Linked DNA regions of Anser cygnoides: region 1 is linked to region 2. The links are chromatin contacts, called in public Hi-C maps. All regions are on one chromosome and are shown on one strand. The core of a region is the stretch at or near the end of the contact, and the rest is flanking DNA. Distances in the headings are between cores, read along the strand shown.

What was found. A called contact is a pair of places that touch in the nucleus more often than the background predicts.
Region 1: a Hi-C map of granulosa cells shows a contact between it and region 2, with 1.7 times the contacts expected there. The contact joins the promoter of THOC3 here to the enhancer-like site in region 2. A contact is called at or near these places in 2 of 7 Hi-C or Micro-C datasets (granulosa cells and liver).

What each region holds. Positions count from the first base shown.
Region 1 is chr14:9,136,766-9,139,564 of Taihu_goose_T2T_genome, forward strand. THOC3 (THO complex subunit 3) reads right to left here and starts at 1,502. Exons shown (of 6, transcript XM_066977198.1): 1 at 1,263-1,502; 2 at 656-812. The coding sequence starts at 1,445. SIMC1 (SUMO interacting motifs containing 1) reads left to right here and starts at 1,509. Exons shown (of 10, transcript XM_066977189.1): 1 at 1,509-1,639; 2 at 2,266-2,799. The coding sequence starts at 1,532.
Region 2 is chr14:8,891,430-8,894,569 of Taihu_goose_T2T_genome, forward strand. RNF145 (ring finger protein 145) reads right to left here. Exons shown (of 12, transcript XM_067005463.1): 7 at 194-369. Among named protein-coding and RNA genes, the nearest start is that of EBF1, 29 kb to the left of the region's middle. Within about 2 kb of position 1,487, at least 1 of the 3 cell types and tissues checked has open chromatin away from gene starts, as enhancers often do.

The DNA of each region.
Region 1 (2,799 bases), core at 252-2,751, 250 kb after region 2:
AATTAAACTTAGCAGAACCATAGCTTCAAGCCAACATGACTGCATCACTATCCTGTTTTAGCCACAGCAACCACCAAACAAGATCAAATCAAAGACCCTCTTAACTCAGCGATCTTCAATATCCAGAAAAAGCAGCAGCCAACAATAAATACACATGAACAGGGGTAGGAACAAGGCAAGCTGCCGTTATGCCACCTTACAACAACATTTACAGCTCTGACAATTGGAAGTCAGAGATTTCCTACGCCAGAGATGGTATCTAGGTCAATCAACCCATAAGTTTGAAGAATCGCTTTCTAAATTCATGTAAACCTTGACTTCCACCTTGTGTCTCTGCTTACATGCCTTCCCCAGTCTCCAGCCTTGCAGCCCCCAGACTGCAGAGACGAGACGAGCCTGCAGGACGCTTTAACAGTCAGCTGCATATTTCAGCAGTTCCTCAGTCCTGACACCAGCATAAGCCAGCCCTCGTGGTCGCTGCTGCCCCTTACACCAGCTCAAGTTAGACGAGGGCAACACTAAACCAGAAGCAGCAACAAAGATGCCCTGACTGCCAAAACCAACAAAAGAGGCCAGAGAGCGGCATCGTTGCAGAGGGGACCCACGCAGCGGAGGTGCTGGGGGGCCCAGCAGCCCCCGGAAGGCAGGGACCCACCTTTGGTGTTGACGGTGGCGATGCACTTGGTGGTGCGGACGTCCCAGATGCGGATGGTCTTGTCCCCGGACGCCGTGACGAAGAGGTCGGGGTTGCTGGGGTGCCAGCAGAGCTGATCCACGCTGTCCCCGTGCCCCCGGTAGTTGTTCTCTTTCACCTGGAGGAAGAGGACGGTTAGCCAACGGGGGGGGGGGGGGGAGCAAGCCCCGGTCAGGTCAGCCCACCCCCGGGGACTACCCGTTACCGACCCCAGCACCTCCACCACCACTTCGGTCACGGTCCCCGGCCTCCCCTACCAGACCACCGACCGGTACCAGCCCCCATATCCCGGTACCGGCCCCTACACCCCGGTATTGGCCCCCACACCCCGGTACCGGATCGCATATCCCGGTACCAGCCCCCACACCCCTGTACCGGCCCCCACACCCCGGTACCGGCTCCCTGACCCCGGTACCGGCTCCCTGACCCCGGTACCAGCCCCCACCCCCACGCCCCCAGGGTTGCTCCCCCCCCAGCTTGTGTCCCTCCGCTGCCTCCCCCCGTCCCCAGCCCCCCGCCCCAGCGGCCGGCCCACGGGCAGCGGCCTCCCCCCGCCCCGTCCCCTCACCAGCCGGTCCTTCTCGAGCAGGAAGACGCTGGCCGTCTTATCGAAAGACCCGGAGGCCAGGCGGCGGCCGCAGCAGCTCCAGGCCACCGAGTGCACCTTGGCGCCGTGCGCCGGGAACTCGCGGCTCCGCGTGTTGGCTCGGAACAGCTCCTGCATGGCCTGCACGTAGGGCGACACCGCCATGGCGGGGCCGACGCCGCCGCCGCCGGGCCGCCCCCGGCCCGCCCCGCCGGCCCTGACGCGCTTTCCGCCGCCGGCCCGGCGCTAAGATGGCGGACGGCGCCGTGCTCCTCAGCGACTCGGGCTCCGAGGGCGGCCGCTCCCCGCCGCCGCCGCCCCCCCAAAGCCGCCGCCGCCGCCGCCGGGCGCGCCCCGCGGTGAGTGAGGGAGGGAGCCGCGACGCGGGACGCCCGCCGAGAGCCCCCGGTGCTACCGGGGAGCCCCGTTACGCCCCCGCCATCCCCCATCCGTCCCCGGTCCCCAACGGTTTTGCAGCCCCCAAGGCCGGGGAGCCGCCTCGGGGGGCACCCCGGCACCCGGCCCCTCACAGGGCGGGGGGCTGAGGGGCCGTTTTTTGCCCCCCCCCCCCCGCCCCCGTTCTGAGGTGGGCTTCAAGCCGTTGGAAGCCGGTGGCAACCGGTGGCCCCCCCCCCCTGGGCCCGTGGCTGCGGTCGCCTCGCCGGGGCTACGTGCGGCCCCCCCGGGGAAAGGCAGCGGCCCCCGGCCGGGAGATGCGCGGATTTCACTTGATTTTCTTGCTCGCAGCCGCCTCAGCGCCGGCATAGCTGCGTGCCCCGCCATGGACGCAGAGGTAGCGCTGGGCCCCGGCTGGGTGCAGGGCTCTGCTCCCGGTTTCTGTCCCCAGCCCCTGAGGAGTGAGCCCCCGTGCCCCCCCCCCCGAGCCCCCGTGCCCCCACGGCTCTCCCGGCCTAGCAGGGGCATGATGCGCTGCTGTAGATGTCCCCCCCCAGGTGCCACCGCTGACCCCCCTCTGTCCCCGCAGGAGATCATCGATCTGACCCGCGAGGATGCGAGCACAGAGCCGGTGCCGTGGAGCAGCATCACCATCATCGACCTGACGAAGGAAGACACGTGCAGCCCGCCTCCGCCCACGGACTGTGCTGATCGTGAGCCTGCTGCCCCGGCCGTACACGTGTCCCATCCCAGGCTTTGCTTCACCACAAAGAAAGAAACGGAGGCGGCGGCGGCGGGGCTGAGCCCTGCAGCGCCCCAGCATGACGCTCCCACGTACCCCTGTGCTGCCGCAGACACGGCAGGAACGGTGGAGAACAAGGGCTGCTTCTCTCCTGCCTCCAGCCCCCACAGCTCCTTCTGCAGCCCGGAGCAGAACTGCAGCACCACCACGTTTAACAGTGACTTGGGCTCCCTGGCCAGCATGCCGCTGGACACAGACCTCTTCTCCCTGTCCCCCTCCAGTATGGACAGCAGCGGCAGCTGTGGAACCTGTGGCACAGAGGAGGAGACCCCCCACCCTTGCCAGCTAAGGGAGCTCCCCGAAAGTCTGAGCCCTGTCCCA
Region 2 (3,140 bases), core at 237-2,736:
AATGCTGCCTGAATGGAATCCATGCCTCTGAAGCTTAACAGGGTTTGCACACATGGTTGCTGAGATAAGGACAGGTATTTGCCTGGCACCCAAATTCAGTAAAAGCTGATCTACCTATTTAGTCTCTAAAAGAGCACACATTTCAGAACATAGTCAAAACCTAAAAACAATTATTTGCAGACTAGTAAGTTACCTTGTCAAGAAGAGGAAGAGGAGCCTCTCTCTCGAGGCAGGCTGGTCCCGTGTACTGAAATAGGAATAGATCTGAAGAGCAAACAAGACGAGCCAAAACACCATGAAAAGAACCGGGACCACCAGCTGGTTCCACAAAGACATTCCCAGAGCCAGGAGACCATATACTTCCACCACCTGGGCAAGACAGAAAAAAGCACAGTTTGTTATTAGTTCGTGTCATCTGTAGTTTGATAACAAAAGGCTGTCCACCAATAAACCACAACAAAGGTAGGGTTAATTCACACGGCATTAGCCATCTCAAAGGAGAAGAGGGAAAGCCCAGACTCAGCAGTGACACGCTACCATCTGATCATCTATTTTACTTGAAGTACGAAGTACCTGACTGTGCACCGAACCACCAGAACAGCTGACTGCCCCTTCCTGTGAATAACTGGCTCGGAGCTGCTGACTGCAGCCCTCTCACAGCAAGAGGAACGAGGACACGCGCCTCCGGTCCACGTACAACCCACTCGGACCTTTTGCCCAGCTCAAGTCACAGCGTTGTTGTCTTCTCTATAGCTACTGCCAACTCACCACACATGCTAGATAATGAAATGAGCCACACCACTTCAGCATAGTAAATCTGCTTTGCTGATCTGTTTTAAAGGAAAATATAAAATGTCTGAGGTATTTAGCGTTAAGTACCTCAGAACGAATATGTACCAAACTCCTGACTGCTCCTAATCAACCAAGGGTTTTGAAGTTCACAGTTAAAAGCTATTTCAAAAGACTTTGAAGCTCAATTACATTTTTTGTATTGCAAAGACTAAGTTACAATGCAGTGATTTTCAAGAAGCTGGAGCTTCATATAGCTAGACTTAATATAAAACATCAAAAGGAAATCACTCAACTGCTTTTTCTTTATCATCTCCTTCCCACAACGACGGAAAATTTGCAATAGCTAGCAAACACATGAAAAAGTCTGTATTTCAACAAAACGTTAGAGAGTTGTCTACTTAGTCTTTCATGACCAGCATGAGGGATATTAACGTTCACGGGACCTGCTGCAGCATCTGCTGCGGCTGATGGACAAGCAGTATGCTGCTGGCAGGGATATGGTGCCAGGCTCCTGCTTTTAGCTTTGTGCAGACTTGTCAAGGAACTGTGTTTGCCCTCAGGAGACTCCCTTGGCCTCTCCCTTGGCCTGGGACCAATCCAAGCAATCCCACGCAGCTCCTGGCACAGCACTCCATCACATCAGAGACAGGTCAGCTATGCTCATAACGTAGGTTCATAACCATGAGGTATTTCTGGCATCTTCTGCAAGTAGGCAGCCAAGCTTCTAGACCTGCTTTTAAATTATACCATCAGCTACAGTTTGAAATACACACACATGCAAAAAGCTGCTTTGGCCCACCTGGTAGGGCCATCCCCCCGTGGTGCTCCATTCAACAAACACTCCTGGTGTTTAACATCCTAATATTCAGTAAGTTTTGCCGCTGATATCAAAACAGCAATCAATTCCAGCCTGCAACAGCAGTGAACTCACCAACACATCACTGAAGACTAACCACCACGCAAAGTTACAGCAATGGAATCACATAGAGGAGAACGTTCAACACAAAACAAGACAATATCCTTCTTTGGAATAAACACACTTAACTTCATTTGTAATCCCCTGCAGGCAGTTATACAAACACACACAGAGCCAACATTTTTTTTTCAGCTGTGTTTCAAGACCATATGCGAAGAGCAACAAGCGCTTTAAAAACAAAACTTTTGTTATCCCATTTCACCAATGCAAAACAAAAAACACTTGTACACAACTTTCCATTCCAATACACTCTCTACAATATGCACTCAAAAAAGCATCATATGACTAATCAGTCTATTATAAATCCAGTGGCACTTTACGAACCCTGTCATTTTCTATGTATTTACAGGGAAGAAAAAAAACTTATGCCCTCTGCATAAGCAATTGGGAGAAAGAGTATTATCAGCATCCAAAGGCCATGCATACGGAATATTTCTTCCTCACGATTACAATCATGTAAGAGAGCCCAGCAAGATTTGAAATACCAGGAGAGGAGAAAAAAAAAGGAAAATAAAACCAGAGACAAGCGATCCTAGAGATGAGAAGGCTTGTATAGCAATTGTACTTAGAATACAATTCTGACCCCAAGAAAAAAGGAAACTGTTCTCTCCCAAAATTTATTTGCAACTAAAACCTCCATATGAAGAAGTGTTTTAAACTTAAGTGTCTAATAAAAAACACTTACATGACTCAAATCCACATCATATTTTAATTTGACATCAAGAAGCCAAACTGCAAGTGTCCATGCAAATGGAAAATCGAAGTGCTGGTTTTACCCTGTTGTGAGCCTTCAAACTCTATAGAAGAGGAGGAGCATCTATTTCACACCACGTTAGTGAGTGCTCTCTCTTTAAAAGGAAATGGTAAGCATTATTTTTATATTCTCCCTGGAAAACATGGATATTGAAGCCTTGCCAGTCAGCTCCTGAATTTGTTCTTATCAGCAAATCTACAAGCTGGTTATGGGCAAGATCAGACCATGTTAGGTGCTGTACAAGCACAGAAGGATAATCTTGCTCCAAAGACCAATTACACGCAAAATAAATAACTAGACAATAATGATCAAGATGACAGGCTGAGGCCTTGGCACTCCAGACACCTCCTGCTGCCAAGTTTTTGTTTGTGTATGACAGATATGACAGCAACGAAGAGATTTAAAGAGGGCTTTGAAAGAGCTTAGCAAGTTAGTTTTCAGGCTGCTTCTGGAATGAAGAAGCAAGTCAGAAAACCAAAGGCTTGGTCTGAAAAAAAAAATCAGCAACTGGTGAGAGGAGAACTAGCGGGTCAGTCAAAATCCTCAAAATCCAGTAAGCATCAATCTTTTACACTGAGATATATGGAAGGAGACATTATCTGTATAAAAATAAGATGC